Linked DNA regions of Mus musculus: region 1 is linked to region 2. A link is a contact called in public promoter capture Hi-C data. All regions are on one chromosome and are shown on one strand. The core of a region is the stretch at or near the end of the contact, and the rest is flanking DNA. Distances in the headings are between cores, read along the strand shown.

The links. Promoter capture Hi-C pulls out the DNA fragments that hold promoters and counts their contacts.
Region 1: a contact with region 2 is called in a promoter capture Hi-C map of hippocampal neurons, with 2.9 times the contacts expected there. The contact joins the promoter of Ceacam2 here to the promoter of Lypd4 in region 2. A contact is called at or near these places in 2 of 39 promoter capture datasets (hematopoietic stem and progenitor cells and hippocampal neurons).

The regions. Positions count from the first base shown.
Region 1 is chr7:25,538,535-25,541,514 of GRCm38.p6, forward strand. It overlaps Ceacam2 (carcinoembryonic antigen-related cell adhesion molecule 2), which reads right to left and starts at 1,470. Exons shown (of 9, transcript NM_001113368.1): 1 at 1,167-1,470; 2 at 40-399. The coding sequence starts at 1,230. The region is part of intron 6 of 4732471J01Rik (RIKEN cDNA 4732471J01 gene); the gene reads left to right.
Region 2 is chr7:24,868,345-24,871,147 of GRCm38.p6, forward strand. Lypd4 (Ly6/Plaur domain containing 4) reads right to left here and starts at 1,347. Exons shown (of 5, transcript NM_182785.3): 1 at 1,185-1,347. Dmrtc2 (doublesex and mab-3 related transcription factor like family C2) reads left to right here and starts at 1,713. Exons shown (of 9, transcript NM_027732.2): 1 at 1,713-1,828.

The sequences.
Region 1 (2,980 bases), core at 220-2,719, 670 kb after region 2:
GCTCTACCCATGACCCAGAGGTTACAGAGAATTACTTACTGTGTACATGAAATTGTCCAGTCAGGACCCTACGACGATAGTTTTGATCTGTCATTTCTATTGTGTAGACTCCCGTATCCTTCATGGTGACCCTTTGGATGAGCAGGGATCCATTGCTGTATAGTGTCTCTCTGCCACTGTGTACAGGCCCTTTTATAGTCTTATTAGTGCCTGTTACAAATCGTACAATTTCAGCATTTGTAGACGTAGTAGATCCCTTGTGCCAGCTAAAGGCCGAGACTCCCTTCATCATATTGTAAACAACTAGAATAACATTGTTGCCTTCAGCAGCGTGGAGTGGAAAAGCCATAACAGTCACTTGTGCAGTGGTGGGAGGGCTCCAGGAGGCTAAAAGTGAGGCTAAGAGGGAAGAGAGAAAGACCTATCAATCTTAGGACCTTTGCAAAACCTCTCAGCCTTGCTGTGCCTGTGTCCTATTGGGTGGTGGCCAGCAGATCACCTCCATTCCTCATCTTTCCACTGTAGGAAACGCTCTTCTCCGGCATTCACACAGCTCACTGCTCACTGCCCTCAGATCCCAGCTCACACTCAGAGTCTTTGCTGAGTGTAGGCCTATCTTCTCTGACCTCCTCCTCTAAAGACCCTGCGCCTTCATTTTCTGGCCTTTCTCTTCTTTGTTTTTTTCTGAAGTGCTTGCCAACCTGACCCCACCTAGATGCCCTCGCAGGTCTGCCGTTCTGCACATAGAACTAGGGCTTTGTGAGGAGGGCTAGGTAGATTTTGGCTTAACCCTTGCTGCTTGGAACATGCTCATATACCTCTTTGCAAATCAGTGTCCCAGAGCCTAGTGTATTTGCAAATTTCTTAGTGTAGTATGCAATAATTCTATTTACTTGCCCCAGTTTGGTTTTTATGTGGAGAGTCACCCTGACAGAGTTGTGGACTTCAGTCTTCAGGATATCCTAGCCAGTGCGATAAACTTAACAATAGGGAAGAACTGAGTTTCTCCTCACCACTAGCCAATTCACACTCACTGAGAGCTTCCTGTTGCCGTCAAGCTTCAAGCAGAAGCCAGATGTCCCTTCTCAGGTTCCTTTCCTCTCCCAGAAGACCCCAGCCAGTCTCTGAGCTCCCCTGCTCTCTACTGGGAAGGAATATCTCCTTACCTGTGAGCAGTAGTCCAAACCAGGGAACCTGCCCTTTGTGGAGATGTGCTGAGGCCAGCTCCATGTCTCTTCTGCCTGCTAGCTTCTTCTCCAACACTACTGCTAAGCCTGGCTGCCCTGATATCTGCCCTGCTTTTCATAGCAGAATTGATTCTCCTCCCAGAGAAGGGCACCTCCCAGATTCACGTGGGGTGGGGGTGGAGCCTGTGACTCTAACAATGCTGTTCTGTCAGTGCGGGCCTCCCATCCTTCTATTCCTCTCTTCCCAGTTCATTGTTCTAGAACATACTCTGAGCAGTGTTCTAGAACATACTCTGAGCAGAAAGGCTGAGATGTGTCCTATACCCTGGCCTTGGGGCTGTCAGCAGCAGAGGGAGTTCCAGCACTTCCTGTAGCCTAGAGTGACATAAACCTCAGGGGAGCCCTGTGTGCCCTGTTCTCAGTGCTCACTCAAAGTGTGGTTTACTCCAGGCAGGAAGTGGCAGAGTTATCTGGAGGGTTAAGGAAAGGCCTAGCTGAGTGATGACTGGGTAGGACCTGATCCATCGTCACTGATGACACCAGTCATGTGTCTGATCCTAGGATACAAGTTGTCTCAGGGGCTTCATATCCTGGGTGTGCAGGAGGAGGTGACCTGTGTGTCCTGGAAAGAGGACTGTGTGCTCCATCTTCCTATAGAGGGCGCCAGGAAGACCTCCCCAGCTTCCGGTGCTGGCCAAATGTGATTCAGGTCTGCCCATGCTCTCCGTAACATTCCCAGGATGGCTTTGTTCTCCTTGGTGAATGCCCTGGGATTTCCCATCTCTCCCATGGATGATGGAGGATGGAAGGGACCACATTGGTTGTCCTTGCAGAATGGAGTTCTCAGAGATACAGGAAAAAGCCAGTAGGACAGAGTATGGTTACGTGAGGGAGCTGGCTCCAGTTGTGTCAACTGGGATGGAAACTGCAATCCAGGTTGCAAGATAGGTTCTTGCGTATTCTTTCGTTGGTCATCCAGATCCCGGGAGCTCTGTGGGGGTCTGGCCTCTTGGCACTGTTGCTCCCTCCACTGGGCTGCAAACCCCCCTCGGCTCCTTCAGTCCCTTCTCCAACTCCTCCATCAGGGACCCCATGCTCAGTCCAATGGTTGATTGTGAGCTTCCACCTTGCCTCTGTACTTGTCAGGCTCTGGTAGAGCTTCTTAGGAGACAGACAGATCCGGCTTCCATCAGCTAGCACTTCCTGGCATCCACTATCGCATATGGGTTTGGTGGCTATATGTTGAATGGATCCCCAGGTGGGGCAGTCTCTGGATGGCCTTTCCTTCAGTCTCTGCTCCACACTTTGTCTCCGTATTTCCTCCTGTGAAGATTTTGTTCACCCTTCTAAGAAGCAGTGAAGCATCCACACTTTGGTCTTCCTTCTTCTTAGGCTTCATATAGTCTGTGAATTGAATCTTGGGTATTCTGAACTTTTGGGCTAATATCCACTTATCAGTGAGTAAATATCTTGTTTGTTTGTTCCTTTGTGACTGAGTTACCTCACTCAGGATGATATTCTCAAGTTCCATCCATTTGCCTATGAATTTCATGAAGTCATTGTTTTTAATGGCTGATTGGTAGTCTGTTGTGTAATATACCACATTTTCTGTATCCATTAGTGACCCATGGCCCTGGCCACACATGTGGCAGAAGATGGCCTTATTGGATATCAGTGGGAGGAGAGGCCCTCAGGCCTGAGGCTGTTCAATATTCCAGTGTAGGGGAATGCCAGGGCAGGAGAATGAGAGTGGGTGGGTGTGGGACCATCCTCTTAGAGGTAGGGGAAGGGAG
Region 2 (2,803 bases), core at 97-2,596:
ATTATCTTGCGAACTGTATCATTATACAACTCACAGGCTGACAGCAATCAGTGAGCTGGAAAGGGGCGACTGTTGGCAGACTTGAGGTAATAAAGACACTTCTGTACACTGTTGTTTGTGGAGTGATTGAGGGAAGAGTGGATGGGACCCCTGGGAAAAGAGGAATTGGGAGTTCCCAGCAGTGCCTGAAGCCTAGTGCAGGGAGAAGTTTTACAATAGTCAAATTCGGTTTATAAATACCCACTAGATAACTATAATAAAAATCTTCACCCTCCAATACATGAGGAGACATCGTTGTGTGATGTGACAGGTAAGAGGTTCACCCCTCTTAAAACTAAGGGAGTGCACAACCTGCAGGGAGGCACACACCACAGAACAGCACACCACAGAAGCAATTGATGTACACATGCAGCCGCCGGGCAGTGGTGGCAAAGGCCTTTAGTTCCAGCACTCCGGAGTCAGGGGCAGGTGAAACTTTTAGTTTGAGGCCAGCCTGATTAGTGGCCCAGCGATTAAGAGCACTGATTGCTCTTCCAGAAGTCCCAGGTTCAATTCCCAGCACCTACACAAAGAGCTCACAACTTTCTTTAACTCCAGTTCCAGGGATCCAACAGCTCACACCAAAGCACATGAAATAGTAACAATTTTTAAAAAGTATAGATGTACACATGCACGTGGGTTAACCACGAAAAGCACAGTGCTGTCATTAAATAAGACATGACCACATCCACAAAATTCTCGTGTATTCAAGACGCTATACATCTCTAGAGGTCACACACAAAATCAGAAGACACACAACTAACCACCTTAGGACGACTGCCTACGGGAATGGAGATGCACAGGATGGCGAAATAATTGAAACCGCGTGGGAGGGGCTACAACGTTGCCAGGCTCAGCGCTCTCCAAGCTAAACCAAACTTGTAATCTCCAAGTCCGAGTTCAATTAGCTGGGAAATCTCGGGCACTTTGTCAATCTCTTCTTCATTCACAAAAAAAAACAAAAAACGTAGGGCTATTCATCCCTCCGGGTCATTGTGAATAATAATAAGATTATTCAGACGAGTACCAGAAGGCCAACCGCTTAAGCGTTCACTTCTTTTGAGCTCCCTCCTCCCGATGTAAACTCAGCCTCTGTTCAACCCACCATTAAGCAATCCCAACACCCCAGGCTGGGCAGAAAGCACCTTTCCAGCTCCAGGACACATCCTCTGTATAGCAGTAGTCCAGCTGGAAGTCACTTCTGCCACCTTCTTTAGCCAGGAATGCCACAGACACCCGGGTGCTGTAACCCAGATGTGCGTGGCAAAAGGCAGGCTAAAAAGCCTGCCCTAAACACCAGGCATGGAGGGGGAGCCGAAGGAGGCCTAAGCGCGGAGCCCAGGTTATGCGCAGGCGCAAGCGCAGTGGGTCTGAGTCAACGCCTCAGGACCACGGTTCCTGCGGTGGGGGGGCAGGGTGGGGCAGGGCCAGCCTCGCTCTGGCTGAGGTCATTCGACGCCCCATTGGCTGCCTGCTTGCAAAGTGAAGAACAGTCTGGTGAGGTAAAGGAGGAAGGCAACGTGTGTGAGACTCAACTCGACGCGCTATTGGCTGGCGTGATTGTTGCCGCGGAGAAGCGGGTAGGCAAGAAAGGGGCGGGCCATCGGGGGACGATTGCAAACCCTATTGGCTGCGCGGCGCCGCCGAAGCGCTGTGCTTGGAGCTCATTGGTCCTTGTGTGAAGGAGCGAGCGGGAAAAGCCGCTCGAGCCGGCCGTTCCTCTTCGCCACTGTGTCGCCCTTTTCTCTGGGCCTTCTCCTGGCTGACTGTGATTCGGCTCGAGGCTGTGGTAACCACCCGCTGGCGGCATGAACATCATACCGCCCCTCCTTGCCCCGCCTCTCCTGAGCTGGGTCCCCACCATGGCCTCCCCTTGTTGCCCCCTCGCGCTGCTCAGCTCTACCCCCCACCCCCACCTCCTGAGCGCGGTCCTCGTGCCCAGCCCCCTCCCTGGGACCCTGGGGCGGGAGGGGCCGCAGGCCCAGCGTTTGGGGGTGATGGATGACTGCTGGAAGGGGGGCACCCAAGTAATGCTTGCTTGGGAAGGGGCAGTGCATGCTATTAACACGGGGTATAGGGGCGTAAGCGCCTCAGGCTGCAGTGGCTACATGGATTGTCAAGACGCCCATGCAGCTGGGTACAAGAAAGTGGCGTCCTGAGAACACCTTTGGCCTACATCAGGACTCCGCACTTAGCAGGGACTCAGTAGCCATTTGGGAAGGGGGATCTTTGTTTGTTTGTTTGTTTGTTTGTTTGTTTTGTATCTATGACAGGGTCTCATGTAGCCCAAAAACTACTGATCCTCCTGCCTCTACCCCACAAACCTGTACTCTTAAGAGTCTGCCACCACACTCAGTCAGGTTTTGTTGTTGTTGATTTGGGAGGGGGGATCGAGACAGGGTTTCTCTGTGTAGCCCTGGCCGTCCTGGAACTCACTCTGTAGACCAGGCTGGCCTCGAACTCAGAAATCCGCCTGCCTCTGCCTCCCAAGTGCTGGGATTAAAGGCGTGCGCCACCACTGCCCGGCTTTCTTTTCTTTTCTTTTCTTTTCTTTTCTTTTCTTTTCTTTTCTTTTCTTTTCTTTTCTTTCTTTCTTTTTTTTTTTTTTTGTAAAGATAGTCAATTGCCCAAACTGGCCTAGAACTCACAACAATATCCCTGCCTTACACTCCTGTCGGGATTACAGATCTCAGCTAGCATGCGTGGTTTAGTAAATATTTGTTAAACTAATGGAGTCTGAATAAAATATCTAGCAAGCAGGTGG